Linked DNA regions of Sus scrofa: all the other regions are linked to region 1. Evidence: chromatin contacts called from public Hi-C, HiChIP or PLAC-seq and promoter capture Hi-C data. All regions are on one chromosome and are shown on one strand. The core of a region is the stretch at or near the end of the contact, and the rest is flanking DNA. Distances in the headings are between cores, read along the strand shown.

Region 1 (4,662 bases), core at 154-2,653:
TCTTAAAAGAAGAGTAAGTAACGACATAACGAACTCACTTTTGCTAGTTAACTCGAAGTTAACTTTGTGAAGCACCTGATGGTAGTACCAATTTATTTATAACAACCATCCCATGAGGTAGGTACCCCTATTTTACAAACAGGCGAACTGAAAGTCACAGTCACAGAGACTAAACAACTAATGCCCAGAGGTCACCCAGTAACTAAGGGGCGGCAGCAGACCTCGAAATTGCTGCAGAACACGCAGCCTTAACCACGGCGTTCAGCCCCCAACCCCCGCCCCCCGCCCGCCGCCGGCGTGATTCCGCTCGACATCCGCGGCCCTCGCACCCTCCTTCGTGGGACAGTTCCCGGTACTGAGGCACGGCGCTGTCCAGCCCTCAGTCGCGCCGCTCCCACAGGCAACTGAACGCGGTCCCGCGGGGCGACCCCGCCCGCGGGCTGTACACATGCCGCGCCCAGCCACGTCCTGGCACGCGGGCGGGCCGAATCGCCTCCCGGCGGCCATCCTTAGCCGTCTCCTTGGCCCCCTCAGCTCAGCCGGCCTGGCTCCGCTCCGAAAGGCGCGAGGCGCGCGGCGGGAACAGCGCGGCCCGCTCCCCCAGCCCCCTACTCCCGCGGCAAAAACCCGAGGCAAGGAGTTTAGCCAGCCTCACCTGTCCCAGAGGCGGCGACCTCTCTAGTGACTGACGCGCCCCTCCTCCAACCAGGGACTGGCGGGGAGGCGGACCCTAGCGGAGACTGATAGCTTCTTCCCTCCAATCCCCGTGCAGCAACTCTCCGCGCCTGGCGGGGAGCGACAGGTGGGGGCTGCGTTGCCTCCGCGCCTCTGGCACCCTTGACGTACAAGCCTCCCCAAGTGCTGGGTGAATTTACTCCAGAAAGCACCAGTGCTTGCAGGTCGTCACTTCAGCCGTCAATTTAATCAAGAGTGGAAATTCCCCAACCCTTTCCCGTCACCTCGGATGGGGGCGGGATGAATGGTACCCTTACCGGCCAATTGTTCCACGCGACGTCCTGTGACAAAGTGATCGACACTTTGTGGCACGAATGAAGTTTCCCATTGTCAGGGGTCACTGTGCCTGACCACAAGGCCCACTAATCCACTTTAAGGTCGTGACGCGATAGTCAGAGAGGCTGGCCAATAGACTTAGAAAAAGACCGGAAGTCGGCGCGTGGGGAATCGGAGGCGGGTGTTCGCAACCGCCTAGGCCTGCGCGGGTCAACGCAGCTTGGGGGCCGCGAGCCAGCGAGCAGCGCGTGACGAGAAGCCTGAGTGACGGGTCGCTTTGGCCAATGATCTGCAGCCGCTGGGGAGCTGCAGCCAGTGGCGAGTGTGAGGGGCGGGAGGCAGCAGGTTAGGCAGTGAGAAGTTAGTGGCGCTGCTGGGACGGGGGGGAAGGAGACACTTCTTCCTTCTGCTGCTCCTCTCGTTCCCGGGATCGGCGGCGGTGGCGGCCGCGAGTGACTCGGCAGCGTCTCCGGCTCCGCGTGCGAACCATGCTGACCGACGGCGGAGGCGGCGGCACCTCCTTTGAGGAGGACCTGGACTCAGTGGCTCCACGATCCGCCCCAGCCGGGGCCTCGGAGCCGCCTCCGCCGGGAGGGGTCGGGCTGGGAATCCGCACCGTGAGACTCTTTGGGGAGGCCGGGCCCGCTCCGGGAGTCGGTGGCGGCGGCAGCGGTGCGGGCGGAGGGGACGCGGCGCTGGATTTCAAGTTGGCGGCTGCCGTCCTGAGGACCGGGGGAGGAGGTAGTGCCTCTGGTAGCGACGAGGACGAGGTGTCCGAGGTACGGCTCCGGGACCCCCGCCTCCCACACAGCTTGAGGCATGAATTCTCCCCGGGCCAATGCAGGGCCCCGGGCCACCCTCCCGCTGCCCGGGCGGAGTCGTTCTCTGACAGCGATCGGCTCCATGGCGGCAGTGGCAGCGGTGCAGGCCTAGTGCGCCCTCGGCTCACTCTCCAGCCCGCGGCTCGAGCCGGACCGGTTCCCGTCACCATCCGTAGACCCACAATAGGGAGTCTTTTGGTCTCTGAGCTTCGCGCGGGAACCGGGACTCCTCGGGCTGCCTCCCGCCCACCCTGCTTTGGCGCTGGGGCGGGGCGGGGTCTTGCCAGAGTCCCTGCCCTTGGTACTGAGAGAGCGAGACCGAGAGGGCGAGGGCGAGGAGAGAGACTCGGGCAGAGACGGAGAGCGAGCGAGCTTGCTGGCTCCAGGAGCACTCCCGTTCTGCTGAGTCTTTGCTGGAGTCGAAGGGCTGGACTTTATGTGTCCTGTGGGTTGAGGGAGGGTTCTCCGTCCCCCTCTTGAGTTTGAGGCAGGTGAGTACTACGGCGCTGTCTGCGTTTGCGTTGGAAAATCACGTGGATCTTGCACCTGGGACTGTGTGTGAAGTTAGACAGGAAAAGAAAGTTCCAGTGCACCCCTGAGCTTCCCAACAGCTGGATAGCTGAACCCGGGAGATTTTTAGGCTTGGAGAAGGGGAGGCTCGCTATGGACATCTTTTGCAGTGAGGGCAACATGTTATCAGATCTTTCATTTCTTTTAAGAGTATACCGGGCCTTTTTAGGTCTAGGCAGCCTCGAATGGTAGGCATCATCTTTTAGGCTCTAGGGCAAAAGGAGATCTTTTATATATGTGCTTATTTCTCTTGACTATGGCTTGGGTATTGGGCTGTCCTGTGATGACTCTTGTTCTAAGGGCTCAGAGTATTCTATTTTAGTTCTAAGGTGCCTGGCTCATCCCTCACGACTAATCATTTTAACCTCTGATCTTGGTGTTAAAGTACAGGGATTTCTCTTTGTGTACAACCATCCTGGCTGCTGTATTTGAGAGGAATAAGGGGAAACTATTTGTGGGTTGTAGAGTAGAGTTAGATTTAAAACCTTAGTGTATTCTGACCCCAGTATTTTGCTCTTGAAAAAACTGTGTGGGTTACAAAGGAGATGGTTCCTTGAATATCTGTATCTTTCAATTTCACTCTAAAAGAAATAACTTGTCAGCAAGGTGGGACAGGATTTTATTTGAATAGGCAGTTATGGGGCGAGTCTCTGGAGCCCTTCCACTCCTGGGCTTGTGGAAGGCTTTCCTTTAGATTTTGAATGAAAATTGACAAGAGATGAACCGGGAACACATTTACTTTTTATCTAGGAAATAACGTGGGAATATCTTTAGTCTCTAAAGCTTAGATTGGAAGCTTGTGAGATAGACTGAAAAGTTTTGCTCTGGTCCGAATGTGATAGAAAGATGCTGCCCTTGATTTTCTGGACCATTTTACGTAATTGTCATAGGTGAGATGAAGAAGTACTTTTGCTGAAGAAGTACTCTTAATTTCCTTCCGACGTAGAGTTGCTAGTGTCCCTTGGAAGTTAGGAATCTCTAGCTCTATAGGCTTATGGGTTGTGCCTAGGGAAGTGCGCCTTTGAGTGACCATTTCTGTGAGGATTGTTAGCCTGCAGGGGAACACACAGACACAAACAGACACAGACACACACGTACAGATTATTTCGAGTCTCCATACCTGGCAGTTAAAACTATGAGCAGAACCCACGCCTTTTATGGTTGGTTGTTTTTTTTGTTTTTTTTTTTTTCAAGTTTATCGTAGAAATTGTCCACAGTTCCTTCACCCATTTAGGTTAATGACAGAACTTCTTATTCTCCTAAATTTTCTGTGCTTAAAGTATTTAAAGTGTGCATGTAGACCTCCTTTTTGGAATGGAGGTTTCTAGAGTACCCACAGACTTTAGTCTCGTCTAACATGATGCTGAATGTGTATATGGGTTCTTCCTTAACTTGTGGAGAAGGGAAATTTTGTGTTTATGTCCTGCTTGATCCAAATCACATAGAGAAGAAATTCCTGGAATATCTAGCGTCTGTTGTATAGTATGTGTGGTAGGGTATAGTGTCTGCTTTTGTGAGTGAAATGACCTTTTTGCCCAAGCAATTTTCTTGGCTTTTCTCTTTTCTCTCTGATAAGATGAGCTGTTTTCTCCAATATTATTACTTTTGAATTTTCAGTGTGAAGAGACCATAAAAAAATGTTCTTCAAAAAACACTCATCCAGCAGGCATTTGCTGAATAATAATCTTTATTTTCATAATACTTACATGTTTTAGAGTGAAGTACTTAGAATGTAGACATTCAGAGAGATGAGTTGGTTTGTAGTTTGAGAGTGAAATTTGTCTTGTCCTCCAAATGGGGCAGAAATCTGAAGGCCTAGTGCCTTTGCTCTAGAATTAGTTGAAGTTCTTTTTTTCTTTTTCTTATTTTGGTGGTGTCTGTGGCATGTGGAAGTTCCCAGGCCAGGGACTGAACCTGATCCACAGCAGCAATGCAAGCCGCTGCAGTGACAATGCCAGATCCTTAACCCGCTGCACAACAGAACTCTGGTATGTAAATACTACAAGGACCTCTTTTCTATTCATTATCAGAGCCAGCAGCTGAGGAAAACAACAAAGTGTTTTCCCTTGCTGGCTAAATCAAAAGACCTTGTAGTTTGAAGAAGGCGCTTGGGTCTTTTAATACATTTTTTTATATTAGAATTGTGCTATCTTAGGTAACTCTATCCAATCTCCTGGGATACACCATGATGGAAGATAGTATTAAAAATGAATATTTTTTTATATGACTGAATCACTTTGCCACATAGCAGAAATTGGCA
Region 2 (4,701 bases), core at 442-2,941, 190 kb after region 1:
ATCTGGCATGCCTAGGATTTTAGTGGGTCTCAGCAACATCTAGAAAGTCCAGGTACAAAGAGAATTCTGGCTGGTTCCAGGCAGTTATAATGAGAAGGAAAGTGTTTAACAGAAGCTTTAAAGGGACATTAATAGGCATTCATTATTAACCATTGTGAACAGGGCGTTGCCTGGGCCTGCATTTCACTAGTGCTCATTTAATAGCTCCTATAGTCCATTTAATGTAGTTATTTCTGTTCATCTCTAGTCTACTGGCTTTGGAAGGAGAACCTTTTCCCTCCTCCAAACAATTTTTAGTGCACGGCATACTGCAGGTGTCCATTATTAGAACTCATCTGTCTTGGGTGTGACTCCCCACCTTCCCGCAGACACTTCTAGGACAAGGTGTAAAAGCTGTGGTTAAAAATACCATTATTCAGTAAAGATAAACACGGTGTGCCTGCTATGTGGGAGACTTTCAGATTGTGCTAAAATGAAATAGGGAAATATGATTAAAAAGGGCTGAGGGGCAGTGTTTCCTAACTGGCCAGGCAATGCCTTTTTGAGGAGGTAATAGATAAATTCAGACCTGGAAAGTAACCTAATTATAACAAAGAACCAGCCATGGAAGGAAGCATGACAGAAGTGGGGAAGGGGGAACAAGCTCAACCCTGTTACACATCCTAGCTAAATAACCTTGAGTATGTCCTGTAACATTGTTGATTCAGCTTTCCCATCTCTACAAAGAGAAAAAGGAATCTACCCATCATCTACTTAATGAAGATTGGGCGGGAAAGCACTCAGCATAGGACCTAACAGTAAGCACTCAACACAGTCATTATTCTGGGTTTTTACTGTTGAGATTCTTATACACTCCACCTGGACTGGCACTGAGCGCACATAATCTGGAAGGACCTACATTGATCGGTAACTGACCCGCATCTCCTCCCCTATCTGAAGCCTGTTCAGGATTACAAAAACGACAGATCCTTGTCCCCTATGCAGGACAGGGCACGCCTCCATACAGACGTTACCTGGGACACGAAGCATCCTATAATTCTGCGAATGTATATTTCCTTATCTGCAACAAGGTCAACAGCAAGGCTGAAGTCGGAGTTCCAGTCCTTCTACAGGCTTTGCGTGACCTTGGGCGGCCCTTTCTCATCCAGAACCCTTGTTCCCAGGCCCCCGGCGTCCCACGCTCACCGTAGCGAGCCCAGAGCTTGGGCTGCACATCAGAGCACTCGCGGATGAGGATGGGCAGGTCGGGGTTCGCCTTCTTCAGCTCCACATAGCGTTTCTCGATGAAGTCCCTGCGGGGCCGGAGAGAGCACCGCCCATGTGGTGTGGGCGTAGGCCTCCCCATAACACCCGGGGGGTCGAGGTCGTGACCCCGGAGCCCCGAAGCCCGCCCGCCTCACCAGGCTGCGGCTCACCTGACGCCCTGGCTGCCGGGAGAGCGCTGACATAAGTGGATGCGAATCTCCCGCAGGCCCAATTTGGCGCGGATACCTCGACTCGCTGCGGCTGCCGCCATCTCCCCTAGAACCCAATCAACCCGCGGAGACCTTCCGGCCAGGGGATCCTGTCAGAGGAACCTCGGACGCTACAGCCCCGCGATAGGCTGGCTGACGTAGGGGGCGGGGCCAAGCACAGCCAATGCCATGAAAGCATTGCAGGGTCACCTCTGGCTCGGATTTCTCCGCCTGCGGCTGGTGCGGATTGGCTCGGGGACGAAAGGCACTGTGGGTGGACGCCTGAGGTGCATTGTGGGGAAGCGCCAGTCGCGCCTGTGTTGTTGTCGACTCTTCCGTTGTTGTTGTTGGGGTTGAAACGACGCGACGAAATGCCGGAGCGAGACAGTAAGGCTCGGATCATCTGCCCTTTCTTCCCCGCGGGGACTCGGGACACTTGGAGCATTATTTTGGCCTTAGAGTTTAAGCTGGGTGTGCGTGTGTGAGGGTGTAGTGAGCCTGGGAGCTTGGCGAAGCAGCCGGGCCCCGAGCGAGGCCGGGCAGCTCCAGCTCTGTTCCTAAATCTTGTCCTTGGTCGAAGCTACGACCGATGAGTTTTATCTGTGAACCACCCCGAATCCCCATCACTTGATTTTCGCTTACGGTCATTTATCTTCCGGGTAGTAATCTTAGATGTCATCTTCAGGAAGTCTCTGCTCATCCTGCATCATTGGATTGAGTTGTCATAAGTCACTAGATTGTGAGCAACTTGCCATGAAAACACGTGTGTTGTTCACATCTAGGTCCCCAACTTTTGCACAGGACCAGACACGAAGGAGATTAATTCAATTAATGTTAATTCTTTTTCTTAGGCGAGCCGTTCTCTAACCCGTTGGCCCCAGACGGCCATGATGTGGACGATCCTCACTCCTTCCACCAGTGAGTATTTTATGTGGAACCACGGGAATGAGCTAGTTAATGAGTAAAGTGATGGTGGTGATAATGAAAGAACTCTGAATCTTTTGTCAGCAAGGATGGTCAAAAAATTGTATCACTTGCCCCTTTACCTCCGCAAACTGTAGCTGGATCAGGCCAACCACTTGCCTAAGTCTACTAGAGGGGAAATTATGGCAGGGAGAGTGCTAGTTTCTTTTATGTGTGTATGTGTCTTTTTAGGGCCTTAGGGCTGCATCTGCAGCATATGGAGGTTCCCAGCCTACGGGTCAAATTGGTTTTGGCTATACCCACAGCATGTGGAAGTTCCCAGGCCAGGGATCGAGCCTGTGCCACAGTAATGACGCAAGCTGGTTGCAGTGATAACGTCAGATCTTTAACCCACTGTGCCACAGAAGAACTCCAGAAAGTGATAGTTTTCAAAATTGATGTTTAATTATACATTATATAGGAATTAATTCTTCTAGAAAATTAAAACATCAGAGTAAGGATAATGTCCTTGACATCCCCAATCCCAGTGCCTTTCTTAGAGGTAACCGCCATTACCTTTTTTACATGTATCTTTCCTTCCTACTCTTTTAAAATGTATTTATATACATGCATTCATATCTGAGTAAAACACATTGCTTTGTGAGTTAAAATATTAAAATTAAGCAGTGTGGGGTTCCCGTCGTGGTGCAGTGGTTAACGAATCTGACTAGGAACCATGAGGTTGCGGGTTTGGTCCCTGCCCTTGCTCAGTGGGTTAACGATCCGGTGTTGCTGTGAGCTGTGGTGTAGGTTGCAGACGCGGCTCGGATCCTGCGTTGCTGTGGCTCTGGCGTAGGCCGGTGGCTACAGCTCCGATTCGACCCCTAGCCTGGGAACCTCCATATGCCGTGGGAGTGGCCCAAGAAATAGCAAAAAGACAAAAAAATAAATAAATAAATAAAATTAAGCAGTGTTATATTGTATAGATATCATTTTGCCACCTAATTTTTTTTTCCCCTTCTCATTATCTTGGTGGTTATTTTCATTGCCGTGACAAGGATTCCCTCCTCACCACTCTCCAAAGCTTCTAATTTCAAAAAAATTTTTATTGAAATATAGTTGATTTAAAATGTTGTGGGAGTTCCTGTCATGGCGCAGCATAAGCAAATTTGACTAGGAACCATGAGGTTGCAGGTTCAATCCCTGGTGTTGCTCAGTGGGTTAAGGATCTTGCATTTCCATGAGCTGTGGTGTAGGTAGAAGACACGGCTCAGATCTGGTGTTGTTGTGGTTCTGGTGTAGGCTGGCAGCTACGGCTCCGATTAGACTCCTAGCCTGGGAACCTCCATATGCCGTGGGTGTGGCCCTAAAAAGACAAAAAGACCAAAAAAAGAAAAATAAATAAAATGTTGTGCTAGAAGGCTTCTCTTTTTGACCTGGCCTTCTGAACCTAGTTTTAGCAAAGGATCCTGCCTGGTTATGGACAATTCCATCCATCAATCAAGGAAATCCAATCATTCATCTTTCCTTGTTATCTAATCAAATTCCTCTTCCACCCCTCTCTTAGATGTCTAATCGAGTAATTTTCTATACATTCCCAATTGTCCCTATGTAGTCAGAGTTGAATTAATTTTTTTCTTTCTGCCTTTCTTACTCCCTCCCTTCCCTCCTTCCTCCCTCCCACCTTTCCTTTTCTTTCTTTTCATCGCCGAACGAATGCTGGCATTTTTTTGTGTGTGTGTCTTTTTAGGGCCACATATGGAGGCTCCCAGGCTAGGGGTTGAGCCAGAGTTATAGCCGCTGGCCTGTGCCAGAGCCACAGCAACTAGGGATCCCAGCCGCATCTTCGACCTACACCACAGCTCATGGCAACACCGGCTTCTTAACCGAGTGAGCAAGGCCAGGGATCAAACCTATGTCCCCATGGATGCGAGTCAGGTTCGTTAACCACTGAGCCACAATACAACTCCTTATTGTTCTTTCTGTCTTTATTAAAGTATCGTTGCAGTTTCCATCATGGCTCAGCGGTTAACGGTTAACGAATCTAGCATCCATGAGGATGCAGGTTTGATCCCTGGCCTTGTTCAGTGGGTTAAGGATCTGGCGTTGCTGTGAGCTGTGGTGTAAGTCGGTCACGGCTTGGATCCCATGTTGCTGTGGCTGTGGTGTGGGCCAGCGGCTACAGCTCTGATTCGACCCCTCGCCTGGGAACCTCCATATGCCGAGGGTGTGGCCCTAAAAAAAAGCATCATTGATTTCCAGTGTTGTGCCGATTTCTGCTGTACAGCAAAGTGACTTAGTCCTACATACATATACATTCTTTTTAATATTATTTTCCGCCACG
Region 3 (4,451 bases), core at 601-3,100, 220 kb before region 1:
GAGCTGTAGCCGCAGGCCTACACCACAGCCACAGCAACACAGGATCCCAGCGTGTCTGCAACCCACACTATAGGCCACAGCAACACCAGATCCTAAACCCACTGAGCTAGGCCGGGGATCGAACCTGCGTCCTTATGAATGGTAGTCAGATTCGTTTCTGCTGAGCCATGTCAGGAACTACGAGAAAATCAATTTCTAAACTGAAAAACAATAAAAATATCTTTCCAAGTAGGACTTTCGGGCTTGTCCTAGGCTTTGCTCTGAGAGTGTTGCAGTGATTTCTCATTCTGTTGGATTAGAAGGAGGCTTGCAGGACAGAAAATCTGGGCCTGGGCGACAGCCCGTCTCTTCCCCTCTCCTGAACGAAAGCAGTCTTATTACATTATCTAGCAAAGACTGGGGGTTTATGGAGAAAGTTGCTAGAAAGCAAACCAGTTATCAGCCTTGGCCGCATCCCTCCCAAGTACAGTTCGCGGAGTAAACCCCTGAACCTAGCTGGCTCTAGACCAGAGGAGATACCAGGAAGCGCAGCCCACAGGGAATCCTGAGTGCCACGCACTGAACTGGGTGCCTTGGGGACACAGGCCCCGCCTTTCGGGCACTTGCAGTGGCGGCAAGAGGGTAATTTTTGGTGTCTCTCAACACTGAGGGGCGTGCCTGTTGGAGTCTCAGGGATCCATCCCAACTCAAAGACCAAGCAGGGAAGCCAGGGCCGGAACTCGGGTTCCCGCGCCGGCAACCGCCCGGGAGCGCGCCCGGAGGCCCGGCCGCTGGGGGCGGGGCTCGCGCTGTGACCCCGCCCCCTCTTCGCCCCGCCCCCGCGCGCGTTGCCAGGGTGATCAGGTGACTCGGAGCTCGCCTCGCTCGCGGCGGTCGTGACGTCAGGCGCGCCCAGGCTCCTCACTTGTTCCTTAGCAGGTGCGGCACAACTTGTGCGGTCTCGTCCGAGCCCTTCGGTCCCAGCCGAACCAGTGCCCGGCGGGTTCGTAGAGAGGAAAGGTGAGGCGCAGCGGAGCCCAGGCCGGCCCAGCTGAGACCCGGGAGGGAGTGAGGCGCGGGCAGGGCCCTACCGGGGTGTTGCTCACTCCTGAGCTCCCCAGAGGGTGCGCGGAGAGCTACGGGGCCTCGGGCGGGGAAGGGCCGGCTCAGGCCGGGAAGCGCGCAGCCCTGGGGTAGAGGTCAGGAACCGGGGAAGCGGTTGCAGTCGGCCCGGTGCCCACTCCGGCATATCGCGGCCGCTGGCAGAGGCTGGGAAGCTCCCGCGCCGCCGGCCGGGCCTCTGGGCGGTGGACCCAGGGGCTCGGCGTTGCGAGGAGTTGGCCGACTGAGTGCGAGGCTCGCCACACCCGGTCTCGGGGGACATCTGTGGGAGGCTTCTGCATCTCTTCGCCTTGGGCTGCGGTTTCTAGGGCGCTGCCGGGGAATTCAGTCCGTTCTCTGAGTCGGGCCTGCTGGGACGGGAGGCCGCTCGGGAGCCCCGCGGGTGGGATCAAGGGACCGGGGTATTGAGAAAAGGAGGGGCGAGGGGCGAGGAATCCTGACTTGAGAGCAGGGGATTGGGATCTGAGGAGACCTGTTGGGGGAAGTGAAATCTGAGCTGAGCCCTGAGGGGTGGGGACTAATCTCCCGGCAGCGGTGGGGGCTGGAAGAGTAGAGGGTGGAAAAGGGGACCTCGGGGAAGGAGACCTTGAGTCTGGCGCTGGAATGACGATTCGGTGACTTACTGCACCGAGAGCTAGGGCGATTGGGTGGCGGGGGGGACTTTGGAGAATTAGGTTAGGGCCGTTTAGGAAAAACTCGGGGTGCTCGGCTCGGGGTCGGGGGGGGTTGAGTATCTTGGGGAGCCATTGAAGCGTCGGCTGGATTGGGGTTGGGGAGACATGCAGGAGGCTGTTGTGACAGCCCCGAAAAGAGGTGACAACGCCTAGAACTCGGGTCTCTTGGGAATTCTGTGAACCCTGCTTCTGAAATGTTTGTAGCAGACAGGGATGGGGGCGCAGGCAGCCAGACGCCAATGACCCCAGCCCTTTGCGAGCAGATTGTTAAAAATTCCTTGCTGTGAAGGGGGAAGGAAGCGCCCAAGTGCAGCTCGTTTTCCGGATGAGTTAATGGCTCTGAGAGCTTTGCCCCCTCGGACCCGCCCTGAGCTTAATTGGTCCACAGCTCTCATCTTTTTGAGGTTTCAGGGTGTTTTTCAAACGCGTCTTATCCCCAGGGCGAAACCCAAACCTCAGGTGAGTGGTAGATTTAATGGCGAGAAAGTTATCGAAGGAAAATCCCTGCCTAAAACATGAATGTGTGGCGTGGGGGAAGCTGGAGGGAGTCGCTTGCTCTTTGTTAATTAGAGAACAGTGTTGCCGTTTCTTACCTCCTACCCTCAATTTGTGGGCTTCTCAAGCAAGGCTGCTTAAGTGTTAATGGGCTATTTTTTTTTTTTTTCTTAAATTCTTGAGAAACAGGAAAAACATAGTTTGGTTATTGAAGAGGGATGATTTGGCAGTTGACGGTTTTTTCCCAACTCTGAAATGTGCTGATCCTGTCCGGCACAGCTGTCCATTTTATATTGAAACTTAGCAACTTCTGGTTTCTGGGAGGAAGTAAAATAATAGCTAAAACTTCTCACCAATTTGCCTTGTATTTGTTTGACTCCAGAAAACAGAATTGGACCTCTAGGGATCCTGTACAGGAAAAGGCACTTGAGGGAATTGCTGAGAACTAGGCAAAGTGGCTGCAGCTGCTTTATGCTTCAACAGAGAAGCCAGCGCAGCGCCCAGGGGGGGACAAATCCAGAGTGGTGGCAACTGGGGAGAGTGAACTTCCAGTCAGATCCGTGACATCCTGCTGTGTAAAAAGATGTCTTAAGATAGGTCACTTGAGCAAGGTGTGTTTACCACACACTACTGCGTAGCCAGAGAACAGCACCCCCCCACGGACCCTGTAGGACTTGTTCCGATAGTGGGTTGTTTTTTTTTTTTTAATGGGACCTTGCAGGTGCCCCATAATATTCAGAATCACTGGAAATTAGATTTCTGGGTCACATTTAATATTTTTTAAGTACTTTTTTTTTATTGAAGTATTGTTGATTTACAATATCTTGAAGCCCACATTAAAAAAAAAGTTAACCCTTTTCTCCGAGTTCCCATTGTGGCGCAGCAGAAATGAATCCAACTAGGAACTATGAGATTGCGGGTTTGATCCTTGGCCTCACTCAGTGGATTAAGGATCCAGCGTTGCTGTGAACTGAAGTGTAGGTCACAGCTGTGGCTCGGATCTGGCATTGCTGTGCCTGTGGCATAGGCCAGCAGCAACAGCTCTTATTAGACCCCTAGCCTGGGAACTTCCATATGCCGCGGGTGTGGCCCTAAAAAGCAAAACATATATGTATATATATTAACCCTTTTCTAAATATCTTCGGAAGTATTTGAACTACTCATGCTTCCCTGGGAAAGAAACAGTCCCCCCCACCCCCGGCGCTACAACTCTGTGCTGTCAGGCAGTGAAGTAGGCCAAGAGTTTGGGGAAATTTTCCGCTTTCCTTCGTCTCTGCTGCCCCCACAAGTTTTCCCCTTGGTAGAGACCTTAAGACTTCAGTGTCAGGGAAAAAATTTCAGCATTTCCCTAAACACCAGCTATGGTAAACACCAGGGCTGGAAGTTCTTCTCCTGAAGAACAGAAATGCCCTCCTTTAAGGGGAACTGGGCTGAGAGGTGTGAGCCAGAGACCCACCACGGAGTGTTGTAGGCCTGCCCTTTGTCACCCAAGGACAGGGCCCCATCATTCTCTTGGAAACATTCCTTGACCTTGAAACAGGGTAATGGGCAGTGCCCCCTTCACAGAGGTACCAGGAGTGTTAATGGGAGGCTTATATGACATTCGAGCTCCTTCAAAACGGAATATTTTAGTCGTTGGATAAATGGAGTGTTGTTTTTTTGTTTTGTTTTTGAGATGTAGTCAAATAAAGAGGTGGACATTGTCAACTTTTGTTGGAAAAAAAAAAAAAAGCCTTATTTAATGCCCTGAGGCATTTTGGTTTTGTTTGCAGGTGTGGTTACCTGGTCGTAGTTACCAATAAGCCAATAATCACGAGTAAGGTCAGGTGTGTATTTCATGTGTCGATAACCTCAGATGGTTTCACACCTGATGCGGCTCTTTTAGAGCCTGGAATACACGTGTATCCTGGCAGCCTCTTGGGCTTTCAAGCTACATCCTTTCAACCCTAAAGGAGTTAATGATTAAGTTCTTCGGAGGCTGAAGTGGGCGGTACCATGCGCTCCACTGAATGGGGAGTGGGACAGTCACCTTTTAACACTTGCCCACGTCACCCTGCCAGTCCTCGTCACCCTGCCAGTCCTCGGGCGCACAAGAAGAGTCAGGTGCTTGCTGATGTGCCCAGGGATGCTGTGGACCTGTAACGTCCATCTCTCAGACTTGTGACGTGTCGCCTAGGCGTA
Region 4 (4,688 bases), core at 934-3,433, 220 kb after region 1:
GACACTTGGTGAGGAACACTGGGGTGCCCAGCTTCATCCGTTGGCACAGCAGCTGCAGGGCGGCCCGAGCCCCTTGGGACTCTAGCTTGTCCCTGGCCAGGGCCAACTGGCTGCCCTCAGACTGTAGGCACCGCAGCGATGGACCCATGAGTTGCTGGCGGAGCCGCTGCTTCAGGTCTGGCTTGAGCCACTCCACTGCCACCTGCTCTCCACAGAGGTGTGACTGCCCTGCAGGAAAAAGGGGGACAGGTCGGGTCTAAGCCCTAGGGCCCAACATCTCCCCCACCCACGTGCACCTCTGTGAGTCCTTTGGAGCCACACAGGCCTGTTTAATTTCCAGCAGCCCCATGTCCTGGTGGTTGGATCTCAGGCAAGTTAAATAACTTCTCTAGGACTCATTGTGCTTATTTACAAAAGAACCATAATACCTACTATCTTCAGTTTCCCTGGAGTACTGGCCGAGGCAGGCTCTGACACCTCATAACCATCACAATAGCTAACCTTTACCTTGAACACTAGCCGAGAACTAGAGAATGTGTTAAGTGCCGATCAATTCTCACAGCTGTGTGAGGAAATAGCTTAGCTTCGGTGGTGGGCAAGAGGTAGGCTCAGCTGGAATGCCTTGGGCAAGCGAGTGTTTTAAATATCTAAAGAGGAAGAGCATTCTGTGTTCAGCTTAGTTAAGCGGTGGTTGGCAGCATCAGTGGAGATTCAGGGGGAGGTCAAATAGTTTCCGTCGCCCCTTCGGGTGGGCCTGACCCGAAGGCCTGGCAACTAGAACCCGCGATGCCAACCTATGCTCCAGTGCAAAGGTAGAATGTCCGCAGAACGTGTCTGGCCCCAACCAGCGACCCCCGCAGTCTCCACCCCTACCTTCCACCAGGGCCTTTTTGGCCATGGCTGCGGCGCGGTGGGAGCTGAACTTGAGCAGCGCGATCTGCGCGGGCGCCGGCCCGGGGCTGGGCAGCAGCAGCGCCTCCTGCAGGCCGGGCCCCAGCGGCTGCAGCGCGAGCAGCAGCGCGCGGCGGCTCAGGCCCGGCGGCAGCCCGTCCACGCTCAGCTCGCACTTCTCGGTGCTGCGGCACACGAGCAGCGGGCAGGACGGCCGCAGCGGGTGGTTGTGCAGCGTGGCGATGGCGGCCTGGGCGCCGCGCCGCGAGCTGTAGCGGGCGTAAGCGAAGCCGCGGTTCAGGCCGCTGAAGGTCATCATCAGGCGAAACTCGTAGAGGCGGCCCACGCGCTGGAACAGTGGGATCAGCTGGTGCTCGTACACGTCCTGGGGCAGCCGCCCGATGAACACCTCCGACCCGGCGGGCGGCGGGCTGCCCACCCATCCTGGCGGAAAGGGGTGGAGAGGGGCGCCGTCACCCCCCCGGAAGGTTCTGAGGACGCGGCTCAGGGACCCGGCGTGGGAGGGGTAAGTCGTGCACGTCCGTGAAATGGGTACAACCCCACCGGGCCGCTGGTGTTAAGTAGGTGGGTGACTTGAGCTAACAGCGGGGAGGGCACCTTAAGGCAGGCTTCCTTCCTCGAGGGGGCGGGCGGCTTGGGACCCACGGACAAGAAGTTCATCTGCTTGGGGCGGGGCCTGCAACGGGTAATTCGGGGTTCCTGACGGTGGCGCCCAGCCCCTCCCCCAGGCGCCGCGGGTCGGGGCCGTCGAGGCTGCCTTAGGCGGCCCCGCAGGCGAGGGGGCCGGGACTAGCATACCTGGCGGTGGCCCGCCGTACTTCCTCTGCCCGTTCACCTGCACCAGGCGGATGCCCGTCTCCCTGACCCACGCCTCCAGCGCCGCCTTGTTCTCTGGATTCACCCTCTCACACCACAGCTGGGGGGGAAAGGGCAGGTTGGAGGGGCGGACCGCCGCGCCCGCCCCACCTCGCGGGGGATGCCGCGGACGCAGCGAGCCCCGGGCAGCCGAGCACTTACCTCACACTCCCGCTTGGACTGCATGGCTCTCCCGCCGGCTCGCCCGTGCCCCCTTTATAACCTCCGCCCTGTCGGCCTATCTGGAAGCTTCCCCACGCCTCCACCCCCCCAGGCGCTCATTGGCTCAGGGCACGACCCCGCCTCTCAAGGGGGTGGGGGGACCCGCCGCACGTGCGCCTCGGGAACCTCCGACTCGCAGGTGGAAGCCGGAGACCCCGGCGGGTGGGTCTCCGGGCGGCCCCACCTCCTAGGAAACGGATCGAGAGGCCGCCGCAGCGCGGACGCCGGAGGCGAGCCCGCCGGGCCTTCTCTAAGTGACGCGCCCCGTTTTCCACCTCAGAAGTGGTCGCACTGGGAGGCCCGGGCTCTGACAGGGAAGGCGGGGCGAGGCAACAGTGACACAGGCCGGCTCCAGTGGTTGAGGCATTTTATTGGACCTTAGGCGGCTGGCTGTGGGCCCTGCGGCGGCGGAGACCAGGTCGGGCCTCAGGCGCACACGCAGGGCTAAGCCCCCAGGGCCTCATGTGGAAAATGGTGTAGCAGCGGGCCCTTCGTGCCTGTGATTATCAATAAAATAATCGTAATAAAAATGTCTCCGTTCTGACCACTCTTCGGGTCTTCCTGCTGGAACAGAAGTGTGCCAGGCTGTTGAATTCAGTACTTTTGCAGAGTTTTGTTTTCGCTGTAAGTCGTGCCAGTCCCACGTTCCTCGGGTGGTTGGCTTTACTCAGCAGGTGCAAGAGGGCTGGCTCGTTCTCCTTTTGATTTCCTCCACGAGGTCTTCCCTGCGGACGTCCACCTGGCCGGGACGGAGGGACAAGGTGGTGTGCGCATCCTCTGCTGGCTGAGGGCCCCCGCCCTCTCCAGCGTCAGGCCTGGCTCAGCTGGGAGCGGGAACCCAATCAAACACCTCAGGGGAGACAGTGCTTCTTGGGGGGCAGAGAGACAGAGGGCAGAGGTGGGGAGGGAGAGTTTACCCTCCCATGATCACAGGGCCAACTGAACCCTTGGGTCCTTTCCAAGTGGGCGCTGAGAGGAATGCCGCGCTTTTGCTCCGGTCTTGAATGGGCCTGGGCCTGGGCCTGGGCCTGCCCGAATGGTACACGGCCCGGGTCCTGCAGCCTCCCTGCCCGCGACTTACCTCTTCCCTGCTGGTCACTGAGCGCAGCTTGACGACCCCGTCCTTGAGTTCCTGCTCACCGATGATGGCCACCAGTGGGATGCCCGCCTCCTCACAGTACTGCAGCTGGTTCAGTAACTTGGGGTTCTTCTTGTAGAGCAGCTCTGCCTGCAGGGGACCGGGGAACGAGATGAAAGCTGCCTCCTGCAGTCCTCAGGGACAACCTCCTTGGGGCCCAAGCTGGCCTTCACCCTGAGTAGTCACAGTAATGGCAGGACCGCCATGGATAAGCTTTCATTTCCTTTGTACCCAGTGTGCCCTGGACTGCTGCCACTCTGGGGCTTGCCTCCTCTACCTTGATGCCAGCATCCCAGAGCTCTGAGACCAGCTTCAGTCTCTCCTCCAGCAGCTTCTTCTGTGCAGATGCCACAAGCACCTGTGTCTCTGTGGTCCGGACCTTCTCCTCCAACGCCTAGGAAAGAAGCAGTTAAGAAGGAGCTGGGCTATCCTTTCAAGACCTTCAGTGGGCAAACGGAGCAGGCTCTTGTCAGGATTCTGAGCCCAGGCCCAACTCTGCCAGAGCAAGCCAGTCTTCTCATCTAGCAACTGGGCAAACAGTAGTTCTTAGAAGAATAAGAAATGAACTGACTGGGTGTTCCCGCTGTGGTGCAGCGGAAACGAATCCGACTAAGAACCATGAAGTCAAGGGTTCGATCCCTGGCCTTGCTCAGTGGGTTAAGGATCTGGCCTTGCCGTGAGCTGTGGTGTAGGGTGCAAATGTGGCTCAGCTACTGTGTTGCTGTGGCTGTGGGTGTAGACCAGCAGCTGTAGCTCCATTCGACCCCTAGCCTGGGAACCTCCATATGCTGCGGGTGCGGCCCTAAAAAGCAAAAAAGAAATGACCTGACTGGCTTGTGTGTGACTTGCCAGAATAAATAATGTAGGGCAGGAGTTCCCTGGTAGCTCAGTGGGATAAGGGTTGGTGTTATTGCTGCTGTGGCATGGGTTCGATCCCTGGCTGAGAACTTCTTTGAGTTGTGGGTATGCCCCCCTGCCCCCCCCCCCAATGCAGGGCACAGGTAGCTCATGTATAGTAACTTCAAGCTTATCTCCACCTAGAACCTTATGGGTCCACAGGAGCATTCACAAGAAAGTGACATTCTGAGCTCACCCAGGTAAGCCGGTTCCCCCTGGCAGTTCTAGTTCCCACTTGCTATTTGTCCAGTCAAGAGGCTGTGACTCTTACACTTCAGCCACAAGGCACAAATCGGGGGTTGTGTGGGTAGAGGGGAGACAGAATGCTGCTGCTGCTGCTGCTGCCAGCATCTTTTTATGGAAAACTCCTCTTATTGTTCTTAAAACATAAGATGCCTGCTGCAACAGTGACCTCACTGGAAAACGCGAGTGGTTTTCACTCTAGAGAAGAGGATGGGAGGCGGCGGAAGGTGACTGCCAGAGCACTCCCCCGGAGGAACTAGAATCAGCCACTTAAGAGCAGCAGCAACAGAGGTGCGCTTGAGGCCACCAAGGGCGTTCCTCGTGTGACTCTAGGTGCTGGAGAGTCCAGAGAACCATCTGAGGGATCCTGGAGCCGCAGACACATGCTTCCCACTTAGAGACGAAATCGCAAGCTGGCTGG
Region 5 (4,575 bases), core at 84-2,583, 150 kb after region 1:
GAGGGAGACAGGGAGCCCCACTCCGCGCGGTAAACCGCCCCAGCCCTCCTGCCGCGCTCACCCGGCTTCACGTACCGCTCCGCCATCTCCACTTCCGCCCGGCCAGCGGGGCAGCACGTCACTTCCGGGGCGGGCACAGGCAGCGCTGACAAGCACGCCCCCAGCAGAGCTGGTTGCCTGGCGCTCTCCAGGTTGGAGGGTTGTGCCGAAACGCTGGGAGGCGCTGTGAAGACCCTGCTCCAACTCCCTAAGGGACTCATAAATGTGTGCTCCTGACCAAGTAGTACCAATGAGGGGGGTTTCCGTGGGTCCCGTCTTTCCGAATCTCACAGGTGCTCTCAGGAGCAACTTTAAGCTAAAGTTCCTGCCCCACCATGATCTAACCAAGTGGACTTCCAGAACCTCTGTCCACTGCGCTGAACATTTTACACTCTCTAGGCTGGAATACACTTTCAGAAAGCCTAGTAATGCCTCAGGCCAGGTTCAGGGTCTAACCTGAGCTCCCACAACCCTCTGAGATTTCCTAGTTGCACTACGTATTATTTTCTGGCTTGTTTATTTAACTCATTTATACAGTCTCAGAAGGTGGAGCCCCTATTTTAGTGCTGACCTTAGTGCCTATCACAGAGAAGACCTTAGAAAACACATTTGTTAAATGAATGAAGTCAGACTGCCAACACACCCATGCCCTCACGTGACTACAGGCAGCCACCAACACCAAGAACATTCACAGACACTCAGCTCTTACAGGTTAACTCCCGACCCAGTCCCAGGCCCAATATACTTACATCCAGTGAGGTCACTGAGGGATTTTTATTTGTACTGATTTTGTTATAAAGTGTTGCTGAGGTAGAGCCAACTGTCCAGGGTTTAAGAGGGGCAAGAACAAGGACCCAGGGAGAGGAGAGCCAGGGGCCTAGGTTGTGGTGCAGGGCCTCTCAATCATCCATATATAAACAATAAATAGAGAGTGGACAAGGGTCAGTGGGGCAGGCAGAAAAGGCTCTGATGGGTGAGAGGCTGCAGGTCCCTGGGGAATGAAGGGATAGAGCTGGGCCTGGACCCAGAGCCTCCTTCCCCAGTCCTCCCTGATTAACTTAGGGCATGTGGAGCAGAGAGGGTTTCAGCCGGAAGGCATCAAGGAAGGAGAAGACACTCCGCTTTCGAGGGGCTGCCCCTGCACCCCCAACCCCTCCTTTGAGCAAGGGGAGAGGCAGGGGACCTCCTGGGGAGTCCACAGAGCTGGTCCTCTTGAGCCGCAGGCGGGCACGGGCTTGGGCACCCCAGGCCTTGCCTCGAGCTGCAGAGGCCACAAGACACTTCTGGTACTGAACCTGGGGAGAAGGAGAATATGAGGGTCCAGCTCCTTCCCACTCGCAGACTCCCGGAAAGCTTCTGCAAGACAGGGAACTGGCCAAGGCTTCGGTATGAAATGAGGCTGGGAGTCTACCACACCTGGACTCCCCACAGCATCCACAAGAGGCTCAATGACAGAAGCTGGAAACTGGACATTGACTGAACATTTACAGAGGGCTTGACACCGTGTTAGGTGACACCGTGTTAAGTGCTATGTGGAATCTACTTGATCTAGGTGTGTATCAGGTATTGGCACTATTTTGCAAAGGTGGAAGTGAGATTCAGAGAACATATGATGTGCCCAGAGTCACCCTGTCAGAAATTGGTAGAACTAGAATTCAAAACTAATTCGGACTGCAGGGCCTGTGCTCATTTTTTTTTTGTTTTGTTTTTGTCTTTCCCCCTTGCTTTTTAGGGCTGCACCTGTGGCATATGGAAGTTTCCAGGCTAGGGGTCAGATCAGAACTGCAGCTGCCGGCCTACACCATAGCCACAGCAACACCAGATCTTGACTGCATCTGCGACCTATACCACAGGTCAAAGCAACGCCGGATCCTCAACCTACTGAGCAAGGCCAGGGATCGAACCTGTATCCTCGTGGACACTAGTCGGGTTGGTTACTACTGAGACTCTCTCTCTCTCTCCCTGTGGTGGACTGGCCCCTGGTGAAGCAGACTTACTAGTCAAGGGCAGTTTACAACCTCCTCTCCCGGCCCAGTGCTCCTGCCCCAGTCCTCTCTCATTTGGACTCAACACAGTTCTAAATGGTCTTCTTACTTCTTCAGTTGTGTCTTCCAAATCTTTTACTCATGCTCTAGCTTCCATGATCTTCCTAACCCACAAACTTGACTTCACTGTCCTGATCAAAACCTTTCCACGGCTCCAAGTGCCTCAAGAGAAACTCACCACCCCACCCTGTGAATTCTTCCCTGACCTGGATTCTGCCATTCTTTCTGCCCTCATCTCTCACTCCACACCACCCCCCACCCCATGCACCCCAGATACACTAGATTCTTTCCGATATTCTAACCCACTGGCGCCCCGCCCACCTTCGCAGCTGTGGTTCCCCTCCCCCTCCCCAGATAACTTCCCTCCTTGGACCTTCAACTCGCAGTTTCCTATCATCTCTTCCAGGGACCTTCTGAAACCCCCAAAGGGGCCATGTCCTCTGTTATCCTGTGGCATACAACTACTTTCTGGTCTGTCTCCACTCTAAGTGTTCTGTGAGGGCAAAGGCTGTGCCCTCTGGACCCCTCAATTCCCAGGGTCAAGTGTGGTTGAGTTCTGGCAAGCACTCATATTTGAGTGAATCAAGTGGAATGAACTGAGTGCAAATATCCCACAGTCAAATGCCCACAGATACCAGAAAACCACCTAGGAGTTCACGTCGTGCCACAGTGGTTAACGAATCTGACTAAGAACCATGAGGTTGCGGGTTTGATCCCTGGCCTTGCTCAACGGGTTAACGATCCGGCGTTGCCGTGAGCTGTGGTGTAGGTCGCAGACGCGGCTCGGATCCCGCGTTGCTGTGGCTCTGGCGTAGGCCAGTGGCCACAGCTCCGATTCGACCCCTAGCCTGGGAACCTCCATATGCTGCGGGAGCGGCCCAAGAAATAGCAAAAAGACAAAAAAAAAAAAAAAAAAGAAAGAAAGAAAAGAAAAAGCAAAAAGACTGAAAAAAAAAAAACCCACCTAAATGAGAGGCAACAGGAAAAACAATGCTTACCCTGCAAGGCACAGGCCCCACCTAATCCCTGCTGAAATGTATACATGTGAACTCAAGTGTCAAAGCTTCTGATATTTAGAGAAAAACAGCAATAGCTATTATTATATGAAATGTCTGGGGCTTGAAATAATGGCAACTAATGGAAACTTATCAACAGCATGAGGGTGAAGTAAGGTACCACTGAACCATAGTCAGCCCTGGCAGGGCTGCTTTGTCATCTCTGGAGAGGCTGCCAGGCACCAGAACAGTCAGGCTTCAAGGCAATCCCACCCACCCAGCCCCATCCCTAACTCACCATGCAAGCAGCCTGCACAGCTTCGGAGAGTCCCCCCGCATGGGGCTGGCACCAGAAGGCCGCACACTGGAAGCTCTGACGGCCCAGGTCGGCAATGAGGCCAAAGGTGTGTGGATCACGGCCAACACCAATAAAGGTCACGAGGCGCACAGGGCACTCCCACAGTGGCTCCTCCTCTGCACCAGCCTCTGCCTGCCCAAACCAGGCCCAGTCACTAGAGGGCCCGGTACTTACTTGCTGGACCCACTGAGCACTTCCAGAAGCCAGCAGTAGCCCTCGGCATCCCCGCCCAGCCCTCCCCAGCCCCCGGCTTCACCCTCCGGCTGGTACCTGAATGGGATGTGCTGTCATAAGAGAGTCAGATACACTGAGCATAGCAGGGACCCAGGCATCCCGGTCCCCACGGGTGGTGAGAGTACCAATGGCTTCGTTTAGTACATCCATACCTGGAGGGGACATGCCCACCATCGTGTCTCCCGAGTGTCTAGACCCTTGTCACCGACTCAGGACTCCCGAGTGGAGAAAGCTGGTCCGTCCCAGGCTACAGAGGCCATGGGAGCACTCCGAGAAAGGGGCAGATCCTACGTCACCACCGTCCCCGTCCCTTCTGCAGCCCGCCCACTCCAGACCACGCGGTCCTCACCCATGGCTTTGGTGACCGGCAAGGTGCCCATGAACAGGGCCTCGTACTTCTGAGCAGCCTGGCTCACGGCATCGAGTAGCTCCACTGAAAGGCAGACACCAAGTGGGCCTGGGTTCTCTCCCAGTGACCCCTTTCTCCATCCTTCTGAGGGAGCGTGGGCTAGGAAGCAAAAGGTCATGGACCCTCCTCCAATTTAGGGTCTGGGACCCCCGGGACGAGGACACCTCAGAAGTCCTCTGTCTCCAGTGAAGTACCAAATAACCAGAACCCTCTCCCCATCTCTCACCAAACTAGCCTGCTGGCACAACGCGGCCAACCCTGCCCCCCATACCTTGCCGAGGCAGGTCTTCAGGGGAGATGGGGTCTAGAGAGCAGCAAGGGGAATCGCCACTGACCCCGACTCGCTCTGACAAGATCTGAAACACAGTGCAGCCAGCGTGAGGTGTGGGCAGAAGTGAGGTAAGGGACCAACACCCCCCTGGCCCACCACCTCCGCAGCTTCAGACCCAGGTCTGTACCACACCCCCTGCCCCACTCCTGGCCCTTACCTGGGCA
Region 6 (4,446 bases), core at 894-3,393, 240 kb after region 1:
TGGTTAACGAATCCGACTAGGAACCATGAGGTTGCGGGTTGGATCCCTGCCCTTGCTCAGTGGGTTAGGGATCCGGCATTGCCGTGAGCTGTGGTGTAGGTCGCAGACGCGGCTCGGATCCCGCGTTGCTGTGGCTCTGGCGTAGGCCGGTGGCTACAGCTCCTATTCGACCCCTAGCCTGGGAACCTCCATATGCCGCAGGAGCGGCCCAAAGAAATAGCAAAAAGACAAAAAAAAAAAAAAAAAAAAAAGAAAAGAAAAGAAATACGTATCTTCTGGCTAAGGAAATATCTCCAGGGTTTATAGTGATAGAGATGAATGAGTACCCCCTCCAGGCAGCCATTGTAGCCAATGATGGCTGGGCAGGCAAGAAGACAAATGAAATCTCTTTGGGTATCTGGAGATAAAATAAACATAGATCCGGTGTTTGAATCCCTTTAGTCTTGAGCTCCTACCTTCTTCAGGTCAGCTTGAAGCCCAGACTCCCTACCGGTTGCATAGGTCATGGGAATAGTTGCCAAATTAAATGAATCTGGAAAAGCAGTGTCTGAGGTGCTAGTATCACTCTCTAGTTTGTCACATGAAGATTCTCTTATGTTTCAGGTGGCCATTAAGCGAGAAAATCTTGTGGCTGAAATTCAGAAGCGACTATCTGAGTCTTGATCCTTGCCTGAATGCCACCTGCTGCTCTTTGTAGAAAAGGTTTCATCTAGGACTGAGTTCCTGTTCCACAACTTTACAACTGCTGGCCAGGATGGCTGACTCGTGCCTACGCATCCTCCATCTTTTCTGGGTACAGAATTGTAGGAGGTCCTGAGGACTCTGGGGCTAGTGAGAGCAGCTATACTGCATGGGCGCAGATGGCTGGTATGTGACAGAGACATGCTCTAACTGCAGAGGCAGATGGCAGACTTGCAGTGCCGTTGAACGCTGCCAACATGTGCTAATAAGATGGTTGCTGTGAACAAGTCTCTGGGAAAGTCACCTCAGGTTGAGACGATTCTGAACCACTGAGATCAGAAGTCATGTCTTAGCCTTCCACTCTTCGCTTCTGAACCAAATTCTGGGCAGTTTGACCACTGTGTGGTCTTGGCCTGTCCAGGGAGTTTTTGGTAAACAGCAAGAAGGGGCAATGACTGCTCTCTGTTTTGTTTGAGGACAGAGATGCTAGCCCAAGGGCCCAGCAGTGCCCATATTAATATGACGTCTCTCTAGCCTACCCAGTGTTAATCAGGGTGAGGCCGTCTGTTTAATAATCTTGAATGTTGAATTTAATAGGCGACCTGACAAGATGGAGATCTGATCTTTTGAGACTTTGGAGACCATTACCTATGCCTGCTCTAACTAGTCCATGTCCTGCCGTGGAGGTGGCTGTTCTAGAAGTGGTTGTATAATATATTAAATAAAATATTAAATCTAGAAGCTTGGGTAATTTGTTATCGAGGGATTTGTTTGCATAGGCCATAGAAAACGCTTGAGTGCACACTGGAGGATGCAGTGAGCTAAGAGGAACGTCCCTGGGGTGATGTTTTATTTTTGGTGAAGGGAACAGCCATGCTTCCTCCTCCCCGCAGCTGTGAGATACAGTCACCTCACTAAGTCAGTGTGTAGTGTGACATTTGCTAGAGTTCTTCACCCTAGAGTGTTGCTGATGACTGGCCTTCCCAGGTCCGATCGTGTTGATTAAATTGTGCCCTGTAGATTGAATAATTGTGATGTTTCTCAGTTGAAGGAAAAATGAGTTAACCAAGGGGTGATAGCATTGCTTCAAGATAAAGAGACAAAATGCAAACAGCGCTTTCAGTTTGTGCATTAGGAAGACTACAGCCTGTGCAAACTCTTAGGAGCTCTGGGGCCCTATCTTCAGTGCACACAGGTAAAGAGGCATCTAGAGCCCCTGATAACAGAACTTCAGCCTTAAGAAGGTTTGGAAACTCTTGGCAGTGCACGCAGGTTGGTTAGACTAGACCGGAGGGCGCTGATCTGAACTTCATTTTCCTCTTACGTAAAATGGAAGGGTTGAATCTGTGCTTGTTTTTAAAGCCAGGGTGAAAAACCCTCGCAGGCGCCCTTACTTCCGCGTTGCTTCATACTCCCCTTGCGCATGCGCCATTTCCTTGGAGCAGGGGCGGGGCCGACGATCTTGTTTTAGAAATCCTCCAGTCCTTAGCTCGTTTAGAACACGAGACTCTAAGCTTATTGGAGGGCGGGCTTGCCTTACGGCGCAAGGCCGCTTTTTACGGCATTTTCCGGCTTTCCATTCACTTCGCTGTGAAGATGGCGTCGGGTAGCGGGGTAGGTGTTGTGTGTGAGGAGGCTTGGGATGGGGGGTGCGGGGCGGCTTTTCGGCGCTGAATACCCCGCACCCGCCTGGCTTCCCGACACCTCCTGGCGATCTAACCGCCTTGGTTTGAGAGCTCCCCCGTAAGGCCCTGGCGCAGGGTCATCGGAAGCGGGAAGGTCTCGGGTTGGGGTCCTGAGGCAACCTCAGCCTCCCGGTGCTGTCCGGAGAGGCTTCGCTCTTCCCAGGTCCCGGGGCCGCCTTAGCGGCTGGGGAGCGGTTTCTTCTGTTTGTCCAGGGGTCGGACACGATTAGCGACGAATCTTCAGCCCCTTTTCCCCCACAGGCAAAAAACTTGGACTTTCGCCGAAAGTGGGACAAAGATGAATATGAGAAGCTTGCGGAGAAGAGGCTCACAGAAGAGAGAGAAAAGAAGGATGGTGGGTGCCTGTTCCATCAAGTGCTAAGTGTACTGCAGATGCGAAGCAATGGTTAGCGAGTCGGTGGGGGGTTGAAACGCGCTGCCCCCTTTCCTGTGTAACCTCCGGCAGAATAGTGCCTCCCTGGCTCCTCAGGTAGAAAAGTAAGATAGGCGTGAGGAGATGAACTGAAATGGTTTGGAGGTGCTTTCCGGCTCTGCGGTTCCCTGCTTCCTTGCCCTTCCTTTGCTTGGCTCATTTAGTGCTTTCCTCAAGTACAGGGAAGACAGTGGAATCCTCAGTAGTGATCCTCAGAAGAAGTTAAGTGGAGTGTTTTTGCTGCTGTGTATTGCTGCTATTGAACGTGGGATTCTTAACACCGGATTCTTAACCTGGGGAACGTGGGATTGATTGTTTCATCTAGTGCTTACGGCTGTTCTCTGTGCCTTACATTTTGTCAGGGAGTTGGTCTTATTTTCTTTTCTGTTTTCAGACTTGTACTTTCTTTTGCTTTACTTGCATACTCCAGCACTTTTGGTTTTTATGTAACTCATGCAATAGTACTTGGCATATAGCAGATATTTCCTAGATAATAGTTCTTCTTTAAAAAACTTCCCCAGCTCTCAGAAGATTGCCGTGTTACACATGGGGTATCTGTCTGAAAACACTAAATGAGTGGTCTTGCTTTTCTTTTCTTTTTTGTCTTTTTAGCAGCATTCGCAGCATATGAAGGTTCCCAGTCTAGGGGTCGAGTCCGAGCCATAGCTGCTGGCCTACACCACAGCTCACAGCAACACCGGATTCTTAACCCACTGAGGCCAGGGATCAAACCTACGTCCTCATGGATACTAGTCAGATTCATTTCCGCTGAGCCAGGATGGGAACGCCATAGACTTGTTGGCTTTAAAGTGGAGAAAAGATGTAGGGAGTTAAGGATTGCTTATCATTTTTGCTGTGTTGAAATTCTCTGTAGCTACTGCTAGAAGGGACTCTTTTGTCCCTTGCTTCAGGTTTCAAAAAAGAAATGAAGGTAGACTTCTGGATTTTGCATTTTATGCATTTCTTTTCCTTTCTGGCTAAGGATCTCTGATAATGAAGCGACTTCCTTCCCCATTATATTCCAGGAAAGCCCGTGCAGCCAGTCAAGCGAGAGCTTCTCCGGCATAGAGATTACAAGGTGGACCTGGAATCCAAGCTCGGGAAGACAATTGTCATTACCAAGACTACCCCACAGTCTGAGATGGGAGGGTAAGTGGCTTTTCATTTATCTCTGCATCCAGGAGTAAGTCACATAAAACTAGGTTGGTTTCAGGAAGTGTTGAGCAGGATACTTGGCCCCAGAATAATAACCTTGTTTTCTGTCATTCCATGCTTTGTTCTCCAAGGCCTCAAGTTAACATAATAGTGTCTCTACGAGGTGTCACTCTGTAGGCTTTGTTATATTAGTACTATAACTACTTCTTAATATCTTAAAGGGAATTGTTTGTTCTCCTGCCAGAGGAAGACATGAAGGAAAGGTCTACTGAGGAGATGTCTAGGGGAGGAATTAGGTGAAGCTAGAATGAAGCCCAGGAGCTGTTGATGGTGGATAAAGGGGGTTAAGGTTGTGGACTAACTAGCTGCAAAGGTTGTAGTTGTTACGGATTTCCTGGTTGTGCACCTTGCTATTAGACCAAGACTATAAGCTTTAGAAAGAAGGCTCCCACAGGAACTCTCCTTCCTTTGGCCCACCACTACTTCTCTGTC

The links. Promoter capture Hi-C pulls out the DNA fragments that hold promoters and counts their contacts. A called contact is a pair of places that touch in the nucleus more often than the background predicts. HiChIP or PLAC-seq counts read pairs in DNA pulled down with a chosen protein or histone mark.
Region 2: a contact with region 1 is called in an H3K27ac HiChIP or PLAC-seq map of alveolar macrophages. The contact joins the promoter of IK here to the promoter of ANKHD1 in region 1. A contact is called at or near these places in 2 of 5 promoter capture datasets (fetal liver and liver), 5 of 47 Hi-C or Micro-C datasets (heart right ventricle, liver and skeletal muscle) and 1 of 2 datasets of contacts at active chromatin or transcription factors (alveolar macrophages).
Region 3: a Hi-C map of skeletal muscle shows a contact between it and region 1, with 3 times the contacts expected there. The contact joins the promoter of CYSTM1 here to the promoter of ANKHD1 in region 1. A contact is called at or near these places in 3 of 47 Hi-C or Micro-C datasets (heart right ventricle and skeletal muscle) and 1 of 2 datasets of contacts at active chromatin or transcription factors (alveolar macrophages).
Region 4: a contact with region 1 is called in an H3K27ac HiChIP or PLAC-seq map of alveolar macrophages. The contact joins the promoter of DND1 here to the promoter of ANKHD1 in region 1. A contact is called at or near these places in 1 of 5 promoter capture datasets (liver), 1 of 47 Hi-C or Micro-C datasets (heart right ventricle) and 2 of 2 datasets of contacts at active chromatin or transcription factors (alveolar macrophages and skeletal muscle).
Region 5: a contact with region 1 is called in a promoter capture Hi-C map of fetal liver, with 3 times the contacts expected there. The contact joins the promoter of SRA1 here to the promoter of ANKHD1 in region 1. A contact is called at or near these places in 2 of 5 promoter capture datasets (fetal liver and liver), 5 of 47 Hi-C or Micro-C datasets (heart right ventricle, liver, retroperitoneal adipose tissue and 1 more) and 2 of 2 datasets of contacts at active chromatin or transcription factors (alveolar macrophages and skeletal muscle).
Region 6: a promoter capture Hi-C map of fetal liver shows a contact between it and region 1, with 2.6 times the contacts expected there. The contact joins the promoter of ZMAT2 here to the promoter of ANKHD1 in region 1. A contact is called at or near these places in 2 of 5 promoter capture datasets (fetal liver and liver), 6 of 47 Hi-C or Micro-C datasets (blood, heart right ventricle, liver and 1 more) and 1 of 2 datasets of contacts at active chromatin or transcription factors (alveolar macrophages).

Annotation. Positions count from the first base shown.
Region 1 is chr2:142,164,911-142,169,572 of Sscrofa11.1, forward strand. It overlaps ANKHD1 (ankyrin repeat and KH domain containing 1), which reads left to right and starts at 1,404. Exons shown (of 34, transcript NM_001203267.1): 1 at 1,404-1,790. The coding sequence starts at 1,500. LOC110259509 (a long non-coding RNA gene) reads right to left here and starts at 1,194. Exons shown (of 6, transcript XR_002341945.1): 1 at 656-1,194.
Region 2 is chr2:142,359,443-142,364,143 of Sscrofa11.1, forward strand. IK (protein Red) reads left to right here and starts at 1,692. Exons shown (of 19, transcript XR_001307243.2): 1 at 1,692-1,841; 2 at 2,306-2,372. NDUFA2 (NADH dehydrogenase [ubiquinone] 1 alpha subcomplex subunit 2) reads right to left here and starts at 1,684. Exons shown (of 3, transcript XM_003124046.4): 1 at 1,416-1,684; 2 at 1,186-1,292. The coding sequence starts at 1,516.
Region 3 is chr2:141,944,195-141,948,645 of Sscrofa11.1, forward strand. It overlaps CYSTM1 (cysteine-rich and transmembrane domain-containing protein 1), which reads left to right and starts at 1,851. Exons shown (of 3, transcript XM_013995210.2): 1 at 1,851-2,234. The coding sequence starts at 2,109.
Region 4 is chr2:142,385,224-142,389,911 of Sscrofa11.1, forward strand. DND1 (dead end protein homolog 1) reads right to left here and starts at 2,184. Exons shown (of 4, transcript XM_003124043.4): 1 at 1,930-2,184; 2 at 1,711-1,828; 3 at 874-1,335; 4 at 1-228. The coding sequence starts at 1,953. It overlaps HARS (histidine--tRNA ligase, cytoplasmic), which reads right to left. Exons shown (of 12, transcript XM_021084891.1): 10 at 3,405-3,521; 11 at 3,071-3,217; 12 at 2,340-2,728. The coding sequence ends at 2,657.
Region 5 is chr2:142,313,280-142,317,854 of Sscrofa11.1, forward strand. SRA1 (steroid receptor RNA activator 1) reads right to left here and starts at 1,334. Exons shown (of 5, transcript XM_003124013.4): 1 at 62-1,334. The coding sequence starts at 260. It overlaps APBB3 (amyloid beta A4 precursor protein-binding family B member 3), which reads right to left. Exons shown (of 17, transcript XM_005661738.3): 8 at 4,569-4,575; 9 at 4,352-4,436; 10 at 4,021-4,104; 11 at 3,708-3,823; 12 at 3,378-3,569; 13 at 62-1,334. The coding sequence ends at 1,098.
Region 6 is chr2:142,408,827-142,413,272 of Sscrofa11.1, forward strand. ZMAT2 (zinc finger matrin-type protein 2) reads left to right here and starts at 2,144. Exons shown (of 6, transcript XM_003354316.4): 1 at 2,144-2,295; 2 at 2,628-2,721; 3 at 3,825-3,948. The coding sequence starts at 2,278. It overlaps LOC100521256 (probable histidine--tRNA ligase, mitochondrial), which reads left to right. Exons shown (of 12, transcript XM_013995242.2): 12 at 604-1,427. The coding sequence ends at 663.